2 separate regions of the Mus musculus genome follow, and region 2 is linked to region 1. The links are chromatin contacts, called in public HiChIP or PLAC-seq maps. All regions are on one chromosome and are shown on one strand. The core of a region is the stretch at or near the end of the contact, and the rest is flanking DNA. Distances in the headings are between cores, read along the strand shown.

Region 1 (3,441 bases), core at 489-2,988:
ATAATAAAAAGAATATCAGCCGAGAATCTAAATTATCCCCTAACTTCTCAAAATAATCATAACATGCATTTGAAAATTCACAAATACAGCTCATGAATAAAAATGTGCTTTCATGTTTTGATACTAATGTATACTAACAGGAAGCCCCTGATGCCCAGTCTGTGGACGTCCATCCCTTGATTTCCTGGCCATAACAGCGACCCTGCTGTTGATGGGCCTTCCCAGGGACTCTCTGTACTGTAGCCAGGCAGGCCTCTTTTCTGAGAGAAGGTGGGTTGGCATCCATGGAAGGCTGAATGGGAGAGGAGTTGGCTGCTGGTGGTGTAAGGTAGGGATGGTGCAGAACCCCTGGAGTATCTATCCCCTAGGGTTCCCAGGATTTCATGGTGCACATCAATTTCAGGGTTGGTGTCTACCACCTCCAAACTGCCTTCAGGTAGGGGTCTTGAGGGTCTTAAGGGTACAAGCCAGCAAACCACGTGTCTTGTCTAGACAGCCTCTCAGGAAACAACATTCCTCTGACGCTCTGGCTCTTATCTCTCCCCCTCAAAACCTTAGTGCACTTTAGTGTAAAACTAGACAAAAGTTTCTCTTGTGGAAATCCTGGCAGATCTCCTGCCCCCTCCTTGACTGTAGACCTAAGTTCTGTCTATGGTGAGGGAAGCTGTCTAGGCCAAATTATGTTCAAAACTGTCTCTTGGAGCCAATAGACTTAGAACCAATCAGCTTATAATGGCACTTGCTATCGAAGTCACAGACAATAGTCCAAGGAAAGCGATCTGTACTCAGAAGTTATTCCATAAGATAGTTCTATAGTTGTGATTTAAACTTTGCTCAGTTACACACTCTTGCTGACAGGGAGTTAAAATCTGTATATTTCTCCTGAACACAATTGTGATGTACTAAGTATTAAGCACCCATGATTTTAAGTCTTTTTTGTTTGTTTGTTTGTTTTTTGTGTTTTGTTTTTGGTTTTTTGAGACAGGGTTTCTCTGTAGCCCTGGCTGTCCTGGAACTCACTTTGTAGACCAGGCTGGCCTCAAACTCAGAAATCCACCTGCCTCTGCCTCCCAAGTACTGGGATTAAAGGGGTGCACCACCATGCCCGGCTAGCACCCATGATTTTAAAGAGGACAACATTCATGCTGAGATTAATAATGCTCCCAAGATTAGGCCAAAAAGTTGCAATGTCAAATTATTAATCCAAAACTTTCTAAGTGAAGTATCCTTTCCCTCAAAGTGATTATTTTAAATAAAATTTTTAAAATGTAATAAATTGACCATAAAAACAAACTCTGTGGGAAAGGAGTGTGTGTGTGTGTGTGTGCATGTGTGTTTATGCGTGTGTGTTAAAAACAAATCTCGGATTTTTCAAACTTGTTCCTGCTGTCTCTTTTGCAGCAGCTGTTTCCAGTCTGCTCATCATTACAGGGCCTGAGTTAGGATTAGATTCAGCATATGAAATTCAAGCAAGCTCAAGCCCTTGATGCAAAGGCAGTGTCTCCCTCTAGAAGGGCTATTCCTCCAGCACCAAGGGGGGAGCACCCTCCCAAATCTCCTGTCTTCGTGGGTGACTGCCAGCAGTAGGGACTATGGTAGTCTTTTCTGTGTTTCCTCAAGGTCTGAGTGTGGCTGCCTGCTGATCCTCTGATGAAGATGGCTGTAACTAGGGGGGACTGTGTAGCTGGGACAAAGCATGATCTGGCGGAGGAGTGGGGGAAGGGGCTTAAGTTGATGATTGCAAGGATTTCACACTCCAGCACTTAAACCAAGGTCAGACACAAAGGATACTGTGAATTGAGGTATTTGTGGGTGGAGAGGAAGCCAAACAAAAGCAAACAGCTTCTCTGGATTTAAACCCATTCCCTGTGTTTGCTGGCTTTTCTCCCTGGCCAGGAAATCCTGATCTCAGGCAGCTCTGAGAGCTGCCTTGATGTATAGAGGGCTCTGAAGCCTTGCTTGCTGACATCATCATGCTAATTTGAGTTGTATCTTGTCCCTCATGAATAAATCACTACTCTAGAGCCGAGCTGTGCACTGCCCTCCCACCCCAGGAACTAATTAAGGGTGGTTTTAATATTGTTATTCACAAGATAGTTGCTTTTCATTTACTAACAAGGGTGGGGCAGAAGGTCTTGGGGACAAAGGGGCTCCAGATGCCCCTCTGGCTACCTGAGGATGGGGTAAGGAAAGAGCCAGACTTGCCCTGTGGGTCTGTACCTTCCTCTGAAACCACTCATTAGTATGGACTACTGAGGACTCACAGTTTGGGTGTTTTGGAGGGTGCTGGTACTATGCTGACTTCTACTCCTACCCCACAGCTTGGGATCACAAGCAGGCTGGAAGGCTGCTACAGCCAGGACAGTTACTGCATTAAGAGAAACAGAGCCCATTAGGTAGGACTGGCACAGTTCAACTCTACAAATGTGAACACAGACAGGTGAATGCAACTTGAGGAGCAACGTGTCTGAAACAAATATAATAAACAGATGCTAGGAGGGACCAAGATTAGAACACGGTTTATGCCAGGTAGCCATGCTTCAGGACCACGGCTTTTAATAGAATAAGTCTTTATTACCAGCAATCAAACATGTAAAGCCCCTTCAGGTCACCAGCCCACAGCTTTGCCACATGGCCCTTCTGGGAAAAAAGAACAAGAACAAACTTACGTACAGCATACGTTGGTTCTTGGGTTCTTCCTGGTTCACTAAAAAATTATTATAAATAATAATTAATAAAGATTTTTAAGATATATCAGGTGAGAAACATACTAAATATAGAAAATGAATGGCCTCCATGCTGTTCCTTCTGTTCTTGGCATAAGTGGAAAGACATGGGCAGAGGCCACGTGCCCAAGTGTGAATGTGAGACCAGACTGCTGATCAGTGTACACAAAAACTTACAGCAGCAGCTTGCTCTTCCTGGATCTTACAGCCTAAGAGTGCTGACGGGCAGAGACTTCCGATGGAGATAAGTTAACTCTACATGTATGTAGAGGTTCTGAGTTACATAGTGGTGTTCATACCCCACTCCACCCCAGCTCTTCTATATGTATGCCTGCCCATTCTTCATTCCTTGCTGTCCCTCGGCAGGGTCCAGACACAAGTCGTGCAGCTTGAGGTCATTTGTTGTCTTGAATAGATCTTGTTCTTTATGTCTTTGTTTTGGAAGTTTTTAACACCACACTTCACAGCATTCAGTATTGGAACCTCCTCGCCATTCTCTACAAGGAGAAAGGGTTGAAGCCGTGTATGTTCATACAGCTATGTCACAAAAACTCTATAACTTTGAGCTTCTTCAAATGCTTAGCAGTACTTCCCATCTTCCATATGTTTGCTGCCCAGGGAGAAAATGAGCTGTAGTGTTATCTGTGCTCATAGTCCCTGGTATCCCTGGTTGTTACTTATGGAGTCTGACCAATGAGGACACTGTCCTGAAAGC
Region 2 (3,441 bases), core at 442-2,941, 210 kb before region 1:
TCTATCTATCTATCTATCTATCTATCTATCTATCTATCCATCTATCTATCTATCTATCTACACATACATGAACCCTCACATGTCTAACATGAAGGTAGATGAAGAGGTATCTAGGGGAACAGGAAGGACTAATGGGGTGGGGAGACTAAAAGAGGGTAGGAGGGTGAGGGAGAATTTTCTCAGCATATAACATACAATATATATTTATCAAATATAAAACTTGAAAGTAAATACATTAGAAAAATAGAACCCAGCAGAGCAATGGCACACAGCATGTGTGGGCAGAATGGAACCCTGTGCTGTAGGGTGGGACAGCCATGGTGGCCCCTGACTCAGCCATCCCACTCCTAGATACATACTCAAAACAGTTCCAAACAGGGATTCCAGCAGATTGTGCACGTTACAAACTGACCAGTGCCTGTCAATAGATGAGCCAAACGTGGCCTGCTCTGTAACTGATTTAGGTTAGTCTGTTGAAGGGGAACATAAAAACACTGTGCTAAGGGGAAGTCAGCCAGGTGTATAAGGGTGAAGAGAGTAGGCTTCCCCAGGCATGAGATACTCAGGCCAGTCACAAATTGCACATCTTATAAAAGAGGGCACCCTGGAGGTCGTGACAATGGGTGGAGAGATGGTTGTTGAGGAGGAGCCTGGTGCCGCATAGCCAGTTATCCCATCCACACTGGCTGACCTCACAGCCCAGCAGTGTGTGCTAGTGTAAGCCTATTCTGATGCACGCTTGTGCAGGACATGGAGGTCGGAGAACCACGCTGGAAGGTACAGTTTCCACCCTGTCCAGAAGCACCTGCCTTGCTCTGTACTAGAGCTGCAGGGCCACGGCTCAGGGAGATCTGGCTGATGGTCTCTATTCAAAGCAGGTCTGTGCCTTGTGTGGAGGCCAAGGGACCCTTTCCTCTTCCAAACTCCTTCTAGGAATGTTGCCAAAGCCCTGCAGTCCTGCACTGTGTGCCTGTGTTGGCCCTGCCTGAGTGATCCTTAATGCCAGAGCTCTATGGGTCCGGGTGCTGTGGTGACTCAGCCATGGAAGCTTGGGCCTTTCCAACTTCATAAGGAAATAGGAAGAAGCCCCGAGTAAGGGGATGCTAAGGCTGAACAGAAACGCAGAAAGCACAAGGAACTTAGGCAGCAGCAGCAGCACGGGTGGAAACACACGCACGCGGGGCCCGGTGAGAGCCAAACACTTCAGCGGGAGAGGCCCATGCATCTCTTCCCAGTAGAAGATGCATTTGCTGCACCCAACAACATACATCTGTGATCTCCAGACCCTATTACCTATGTGCAGCTTGGCCCTTCCAGCGCGGGGGTCCATTTACTTTGATTTCCAAGTGCATCATTGTCTACTTGCTAACAAACCAGACAGCGCGGAAAGAACTTAAATTATTCCAGCTCTATTCTTCTAGCCCTTGTGCTAGGCCTGAGGACCTTAATCCCTGAAAGGCTGCGTGAATGAGAGCCGCTGGGTGCAGCTGGGCGCACAGGGCGGAGGACTCTGAGGACAGCGCCGCCGCTGCACAGGCCAGCTTTGCAAAGGCTTTTTTTTTTTTTTTTTTTTTTTTTTGCTGGTCCTGCAATTCATTTATTTTAAGAAAGGGAACTGGGAAGAAAGGCTACAGTCCAGGTCTTTGGGCCTCTGATCATTTGATGAACGCTGGGTTGGCAACATGGGCCTCCAGCTTCTCAGGCCAGACAAAGGCACCCCAGCCGCCCAGGACAAAACCCCAGCGGCCTCTAGGGGTGGCGGCCTGGGAAAGGCCCACCTCAGTCTGCGAGGAGCCGCCTGCCCTTTGATCTCTCTCGAGACCCCAGCCGGGCCCCAGGTCAGGGGATTTCACACTGCAGACCCCTGGGGAAGGGGAGCAGGTCAGTTTTGGTGATGGATCCTAGAGAACAGGGAGCCTGCTGGCTCCGACCAGTTCCACATGGATGATCTTGCATTGTGAGCACAGAGCCCGCACTTTAAATGGAATCTGATATTACATGGTAGAATGGACCTAGCAAATGGCAGGCCTGGGCCTACGGATGACAGTTAGCCCACCCCCTGGGCCTGACCAACTGACTGCCCTTGCTTCTTTCTCTAGGAGGTGAATGGAGTCACTAAAACTCCATGCCAGATCACGCCAACCCAGTGTTCCCCACTAAGGCCCAACGCTGGCTGGTACCTTAAGAGCTCACCCTGCTGTTTGCCATCTTTCTGTATGAAATGTTTGCCAAAGAGCTTTTTATAGCACCCTGCAAGCATAGCCATGAAAGAAAACATCTAGCTAAAATTGTCTGTATCATTCTGAGGGGATTTTGGTGTAACAAAAGGAAAATATTATGTTCATGAGAGCAAATACAGGATGGGCGATAAGAGAAAAAGTACGTGAGTCCTGTTGATTGCTACCCCCCGCACCAGGCATCAGCGACTGCACGTTCGCAAAGAGAAAAGATGTTTCCAAGGAGCCAGAGCAGCATTCATAGATAAGGAGAAAGAAGTTTGTAAGAAAAATGCTAAGGTTGTGTTAAGACGCTCTGCCAAACAACATCCCTAAAAGCTGTGAGCAAGCAACAGGGCCTTTGCTTTGTGCTTGGCTTTTGTCTTTGCATATTCCTGCAAGTAGCTTAGCGGGGGGGGGGGGGGGGGGGGGGGGGGCTCAGAGAGCAGCAGGGGAAGCCAGAGCCTGGGGGGTGGGGGGTGGGGAGTGGCTCAAGTGACTCCAGGGCAGCTTAGCAGGCTCAAGGGTTCACAGATGAGCAAGACTGTAACTGAGTTACTCAGATCTGTGCTTCGTAGACCTATAGAATGAATCAGTCAGGAGGGACAAGGTGAAGGCAGGCGGGCAGGAGCTGGGCCTTCCCAGCATCTCTGCCTGGGGTTCTCAGGGTGCAGGTCCCCAGGAGTGATGGAGCCTGCTCCTTTAACTTTATCCCTGGCTTCCTTTCCCTCAATGGTCTGAATTCCACAAGACAACTGCTTAGTCATTATAGATATAGAAAGTCTTATTGTGGGCCAAGTATCGGGTTGGAATGTTCAAAACCCAGCCCAGGAATGCCTGAAGTCCTCTTGAGGGACAGGTTCTAGTCTAGTCCTAGGACCCATATCCTAGGCCTGCAACCCATTTTGAGTCTTAAGGAGGGTGTTAAGAGGACTTGTGAGGGGTCAGGGTGTGGCTCAGAAGCACAGGGCTTACTTAGCCTGTGTGAGGCTGGGACACACACACACACACACACACACACACACACACACACACACACACTAGTGTATTAGAACCTGTTCTTAGGTGCCACCCCTCTAAACCAAGTCTGCATACTGGTGGTATTAGAACCTGTTGTGCCAAGAAGTCTGAATCACACCTTGCAAAACCAGTAAACAGCTGCAAGGATGTGCTGACCTACAACAGGGTTTGAAGGTTCAAGGCTGCCCTCTGGCCTCCTCACACT

Evidence for each region. HiChIP or PLAC-seq counts read pairs in DNA pulled down with a chosen protein or histone mark.
Region 2: a contact with region 1 is called in an H3K27ac HiChIP or PLAC-seq map of stem cell-derived anterior neural progenitor cells, with 9 times the contacts expected there. The contact joins two enhancer-like sites. A contact is called at or near these places in 5 of 39 promoter capture datasets (cranial neural crest, embryonic stem cells, hippocampal neurons and 2 more), 2 of 484 Hi-C or Micro-C datasets (the N1E-115 cell line and cerebral cortex), 9 of 115 datasets of contacts at active chromatin or transcription factors (embryonic basal ganglia, embryonic midbrain, embryonic stem cells and 1 more) and 1 of 9 other capture datasets (embryonic stem cells).

The regions. Positions count from the first base shown.
Region 1 is chr12:117,046,353-117,049,793 of GRCm38.p6, reverse strand. The region is part of intron 12 of Ptprn2 (protein tyrosine phosphatase, receptor type, N polypeptide 2); the gene reads right to left. Among named protein-coding and RNA genes, the nearest start is that of Gm10421, 100 kb to the left of the region's middle. Within about 2 kb of position 1,738, at least 51 of the 459 cell types and tissues checked have an H3K27ac peak or open chromatin away from gene starts, as enhancers often do. A contact at or near this core is called in stem cell-derived anterior neural progenitor cells, where this site is marked.
Region 2 is chr12:117,255,826-117,259,266 of GRCm38.p6, reverse strand. All of the region lies in intron 21 of Ptprn2 (protein tyrosine phosphatase, receptor type, N polypeptide 2), which reads right to left. The region is part of intron 2 of Gm5441 (predicted gene 5441); the gene reads left to right. Among named protein-coding and RNA genes, the nearest start is that of Mir153, 6.7 kb to the right of the region's middle. Within about 2 kb of position 1,691, at least 71 of the 459 cell types and tissues checked have an H3K27ac peak or open chromatin away from gene starts, as enhancers often do. A contact at or near this core is called in stem cell-derived anterior neural progenitor cells, where this site is marked.